Linked DNA regions of Macaca mulatta: region 2 is linked to region 1. Evidence: chromatin contacts called from public Hi-C data. All regions are on one chromosome and are shown on one strand. Each heading gives the region's core, a stretch centred on a gene start, on an enhancer-like site or on the middle of the called end of the contact. The rest is flanking DNA. Distances are from core to core; before and after follow the strand shown. Region 1 holds the start of IFI6 (interferon alpha inducible protein 6). Region 2 holds the start of AHDC1 (AT-hook DNA binding motif containing 1).

What was found. A called contact is a pair of places that touch in the nucleus more often than the background predicts.
Region 2: a contact with region 1 is called in a Hi-C map of blood, with 7 times the contacts expected there. The contact joins the promoter of AHDC1 here to the promoter of IFI6 in region 1. A contact is called at or near these places in 7 of 14 Hi-C or Micro-C datasets (CD4 T cells, blood, cortical neurons and 4 more).

What each region holds. Positions count from the first base shown.
Region 1 is chr1:213,272,416-213,275,189 of T2T-MMU8v2.0, forward strand. It overlaps IFI6 (interferon alpha inducible protein 6), which reads left to right and starts at 1,401. Exons shown (of 5, transcript NM_001048170.1): 1 at 1,401-1,470.
Region 2 is chr1:213,341,430-213,344,203 of T2T-MMU8v2.0, forward strand. AHDC1 (AT-hook DNA binding motif containing 1) reads left to right here and starts at 1,455. Exons shown (of 9, transcript XM_077966433.1): 1 at 1,455-1,529; 2 at 1,826-1,961; 3 at 2,192-2,289.

The DNA of each region.
Region 1 (2,774 bases), core at 151-2,650:
CAGCTCCAGTTGGGGGTGGCCCTGAATAATAGTGAATCCTCCCAGGGGGCAGAACTAGGAGTAGTATACCGTGTTGTTCCCTCTGTATGCAGAGAGAGAGAGAGAGAGAGAGAGGGACTGAGGTACAGGCATACACCAATTCCTAATAAGTGGCCAGTGTCTTGGCTGGTCAGTCAAAGGCATGGATAGAACAAGATTGGAAGATTGGGAATAAGCAGGTGTGGGTTGGGGCATAAGAATGAACTCTGAATGGACATAAAGCACGTGGATCTCTGTGTCTCATGTTAATGCCGACCAGAGATCACCTGCTGCAGAGGAGGCTTTACAGCCCGATGAGCAGGATGTCCCATCCCGTGGACGTCAGCCAGCCTCTCAACTTAGCCCCACTATTGCCTTGCAATGGACCTATGAGTGTCTATTGCAAGGTAAGGATGGGGGTTAGAAATGAGTCCAACAACTTGGGCTCCCTCTCACAAAAACTGATCTGGCAATTGCCAAAATGTAGCCAATCTTCCAGCAGCAGGTAGCAATATGGCAAAATTGCTCAATGAGAATAGCCAGCCATCTGGTGGCAGGTCAATTATTTCAGACCCCTTCCACTTGGGAGAAGGCAATGATTCATCCTTACCGGAATTTCTATGTTTTCCAAATGGAGGTTGCATTTCTGACCTATAGTGCTTCAACCATCACCAGCCAAAGGCTTTAAAGAATGCTCAGTTCATTACCTAGGGCCAGAGGACCCATCTTGAAACTCAAGATGTATCATGATGGCCACACGAACACAGGCTTCACTGGTCTTACCATATGCCCATGCCGCAGAAGCAGCCAGCCTGAGAGACAATGGAACAAAGTGACTTAATTTCTAAAGTTCTGGGGGATTATAAACAGCATATGGTGTGTCACATGACTACTGTGGGATTGGAAAAAGATCATGTAAATAGAGCACTTTGCACAGATCCTGGCATGCAGCAAGTGCTCAATAAATGGTAGGTGTTGTTTATCAGTTGGATTGAAGGGTGAAAGGCCTGTGTGCCCCAGGGGGAGCTGGTGATCAGGCTTCACTAAGCCCAGTATGGCCGTAGCTGTCACCATAGTGTGACATGCTTTGAATACCCTTAGGGGCTCCAAAAGTCCTCAGCTTGAAGTGTATTTTTCTGCCAGCAGGCAGCACACAAATGCTTCTGCTGGGCGGAGCTGGGAGAGAGGGGAAAATGAAACTGCAGAGTGCAGGGGCTGGGAGAGAGGGGAAAATGAAACTGCAGAGCGCAGGGGCTGGGAGAGAGGGGAAAAGGAAACTGCAGAGTGCAGAAATAGAAACTCCGGCAGGGATTGGCTGCCTGGGGTGAGACGTGGGAGGATCCGCAAGTGATGATAAAAAGCCAGCCTTCAGCCGGAGAACCGTTTACTCGCCGCTGTGCCCATCTATCAGCAGGCTCCGGGCTGAAGATTGCTTCTCTTCTGTCCTCCAAGGTAAACTCAGGAGCTATGAAGTGTGGGCATCAAGCTGCCACCCTCTGCCAGGCTGCCTACCTGCCTGTAAATCTCATGTTCTGAGAGCCAGGAGGCCCCTTCTCCAGGGAGCAGCATCCCTGGGTCCCTTTTAGTGCCCTGGGCTGGGACTTGTCTAAGAGGATGGGTTGGAGATTTTAGGGAGACTGGATACAAAACCCCAAGAGGCATGAGACCCAGGTTACAGGTGCAATATCAGCGATCTGTGGCCTTAGCCCTGTCACCTCTTGGAACCTTAATTGCTTCCTCTGTAAAAGGAAGGTTAAGTTGCCTTACCTGCTCAAAGGACTGGATGATTTTAGAAGCCCCTTTATTATAGGATCCAATGTGACAGTGAGTTCATCTTTGAGGATAGATGAAGCCATCTGGAATGGTTGTTAAAAATGTGGGCTTTGGGGCCGGGGCCGGGCGCGGTGGCTCACACCTGTAATCCCAGCACTTTGGGGAGGCCAAGGTGGGCAGATCACGAGATCAGGAGTTCGAGACCAGCCTGGCCAACATGGTGAAACCCCGTCGCTACTAAAAATACAAAAATTTGCCGGGCATGCTGGCACATGGCTGTAATCCCAGCTACTCGGGAGGTTGAGGCAGGAGAATCCCTTGAACCTGTGAGGCGGAGGTTGCAGTGATCTGAGATCACGCCACTGCACTCCAGCCTGGGTGACAGAATGAGACTCTGTCTCCAAAAAAAAAAAAAAAAAAAAAGTGGGCTTTGGGTATTAGCCAATTGTGGGTTTAAACCCTGACTTTTCCATGACCTGGCTAGGCAGCCTTGGGAATATTACTTAACCTCTCTGAGCTTCAGTTCCTTACCTATAACATGTGGTTGATAACAATGGTACCGACTTCATGGTATCATTATAGATACACGTGGACTGCATGCCATAAAGTGCTAAGTACTCAATACTTGAGAGGAGTTTCTTGTTTTTCTTTTTAATTTAAGGAAATGGCATTGAGCTGACAAAGGTCGCGTTAGAGGTGAGTCTGAGGGCATACGCATTTTCCAGTTTGGTGGTATAAAGAAAAGAGCATAGGTTCTCAATTTTGACAGTCTTGAATGTATACCCATGTTGCACAATTTGCTGTGTGACCTTTATCCCTTGTGATATTGTAAAATATATTTTTTCATCCCCCAGGTGCTGGCATACAACTCCTAAAATCCTTGGAATCTTCAAAGTGATAAATATCTTTTGAGTGTTAACTGTCTAATAAGTTGAGTGATGGCTGGCATTTCCTCTGGGGAGGGGAGAGGGGCTGAAGGTAAA
Region 2 (2,774 bases), core at 205-2,704, 69 kb after region 1:
TTCCATCTTTTGTCCTCTGGGGGTACCGGACTGCCATAGAGAAGGAGCTTGGAAGGAGTGGAGGTGTGGGGAAGATAGTGACCAGGGAGCTGCAGTTGGCAAAATGTCACCAGCTGCCTTTGTCACACACTGGCCATCACCCTGCAAGGCCAAAGGAAGAGTCAGAAACAGGGAGGCCAGAGACAAAGGCACTGCTCTAGGAACTTCAGACCTGGAGCAAGATAGACAAGGCCAGCAGACACAGAGTGTGGAACATCAGACACACAGATGAGGTGGTCCAATGAGGTGGGACCGCCGCAGGGCCAGTCAGGGCCGGCGTTGGTAGACACCTAGGACACAGGACAGGACAGCCACTATGCATTATTCATCTCCGAGTCCCCTGCAAGCCCTGCATACCTCAGTTAACATTTGTTGAATTGCCAAGAAAGGACACACAGACACAGGGAGAGAAGGTCAGTTACAGAAATGGAGGGAATCACAACTGCTTGCCATAGCCCAGGGTTTAAGCTTGTGGGGTTTGGGGTTAGTCAGACCCTGGTTCAAACCCAGCTGGGCTCAGCCACTTGCTAACCAGAAGAACCTGGGCCTCAGTGCCCCCATCTCTAAAATGGAAATAACAGCACGATTTTACCGCAGCAGTTCAGCCATCTCTGGGGGCGGTAACAAGGCCCTCAAGCAGCGCACATTCCCATCTGTGGGATAGGCTAGGGAGGGGGCCCAGGAGCCAGGGGCTGGAGAACAGATGTGACCTGAAGAGGAGGTAGGTGAAAGTGCTGAGCCCAGCCCCCGGCCGCGGCAGGAGGTCAGCACCGTTCAATCTGAATCCTGCTTCCTGACACAACGCAAATGCTCAGCAGAATTCGGAAAAGGGTGTGTGTGTTCTATCTGTGGATTATCCACGACTTCTGAGCCCTCGCCGCCCTTGGACATGTAGGAAAGCTGGGTTGCAAGGGCGAAACCCAGAGCTCGGAGTTTGAGAGGAGGGGTCACCGAGTGGGGAGGCAGCGCTGGCTGGGTCTCCTCCGCTGCCCCGCCCCAGCAGCCCTCCCGCCATAAATACTTGCGCTTTACTCAATAAGAAACCTTTTCAGAAAAGGATAACGTCCCCAGATTGAGAGAGCCGGTCCTCTCCTCCGTCCTTGCCTCCTCACATTTAACTGGGACGCCCCAGAAAGTCGCAGCCCCTTTGGTTAATCCCCTGGTTCCCTATTCCACTCCCATTCCGCTCTCAGACCCCGCCCCTTCACTCCCACTCGCAACCTCCGCTCGAACCAGAGCCCCCCGGTGGAGACAAGGAACACGGGGACCATTCGTAACTCTTGGGGAGGATCTGCGCCCGTTGGTAAACGAGGACGCGCCCCAGTCAGACGCGCCCCAGGCACGGGGTCCCCGGGGCTCCCGGCCGCGCCGTCGGAGCACCCGGCGCGGCCCCGCCCTCCCCGCGCGCGGAGCGGCCGGGGCGGGGACTACAAGTCCCGGCGTGCCGCGCGCGCGCTCCCCCCTAGGGTTCCGGATGGTGAGCGGCGAAGGTAAGGCGAGCTCGCAGAGGCATCGGCGGCGGCGGCGGAGACGGAGAGAGGCAGGCAGGCAGGGCGAGGGCGAGAGACGGAGGGAGGGAGCGAGCGAGGCGGACCAGACAGACAGACAGGCGGGCGGGCGGGCAGAGCGAGCCACCCGCCAGGCTGCGCTCAGCCCCGCTCGCAGCGGAGAGAGCAGAAGGCAGGAGGAGGGAGGGGAGGAGGGGGAGGGAGGGAGAGAGGGAATCCAGCTACCACCACCCAAAGCCAGCGTCTGCTTTCTGTCCTCATTTCCTTTTCCCACCCAGCTTGGAGAGCAGAGAAAGGCAGAGAGAGCGAGAAATAGAGACAGTCTGAGAGACAGACAGACAGCCAGAGAGAGCGGGAGGGAGGAGGGCGGAGGAGGAGGAGCAGGAGGACTACGCGGGGCGCGTTCCCTCCCAGGTTTGCAATTGGGGGGGTGGGGGCGGGGGTGTCCAGGGCTGGGAGAGTGTGTGCGCGGCGGGAGGGCGAGGGGAGCGCAGAGAGCGAAGGAGTGATCGAGGTGGGGGGGCGCCGCGGGAGCGGGGGGCCGTGTCCAGCGGAGTTAGCGGCGGAGAATGTGAGCCGAGGCGCGAGCCATGCTGTCAGCGACGGCGGGCGGCTCAGGGCTCTTCCACGACTCCTCTCCTCAGCAGCCGGGCGCCCGCGTCGCTGCCACCGCCGGAAGACAGACGCCCCCTAAAACCCCTCGCTTGGCTCGGACCCACGGAGCCGGCAGCCCAGCACTCCGGTGAGTGGCGCCTCCTCCCCAGCCCTAGACCCCCGCTGGGGACCGGCCGGCCGGGCTCTTTTGTGCAGCGCACGGTGGGGGGGGCCCGCGTCCCCCGGTCCGGTCCGCTGGACCCGGTGGCTGCGGTGCCCGCGGTGCGATCGGTCTTTGTTTCCACCGGGGCCCGCGGCTCGGCTGGGCTCGGCTCGAAGCCTGGCAGGCAGCGCCGGGAAGGGGGAGGGGGAGGTGGACGGGGAGGGGGGGGCGGGGAGGGGGGGTTCTCGGGTTTCCTGGCCGCCCCGCGGCTCCCCCGGCTCGGGGGCGAGGTGCGCGCCCAGCGCTGCCGCGCGCCCCCTCCTCCTTCCCCCTCCCTCCGCCTTTGGATTTAAAACTGCAATTTGCTCTCCAGCTTGCTGAGAATGTGGGGGGGGGGAATGAAGGGGGGACCGTGGGAGCGGAGAACAAGGCTGGATTTTAGGATCGGCGCTGGGAAAAGGGGAGACTGC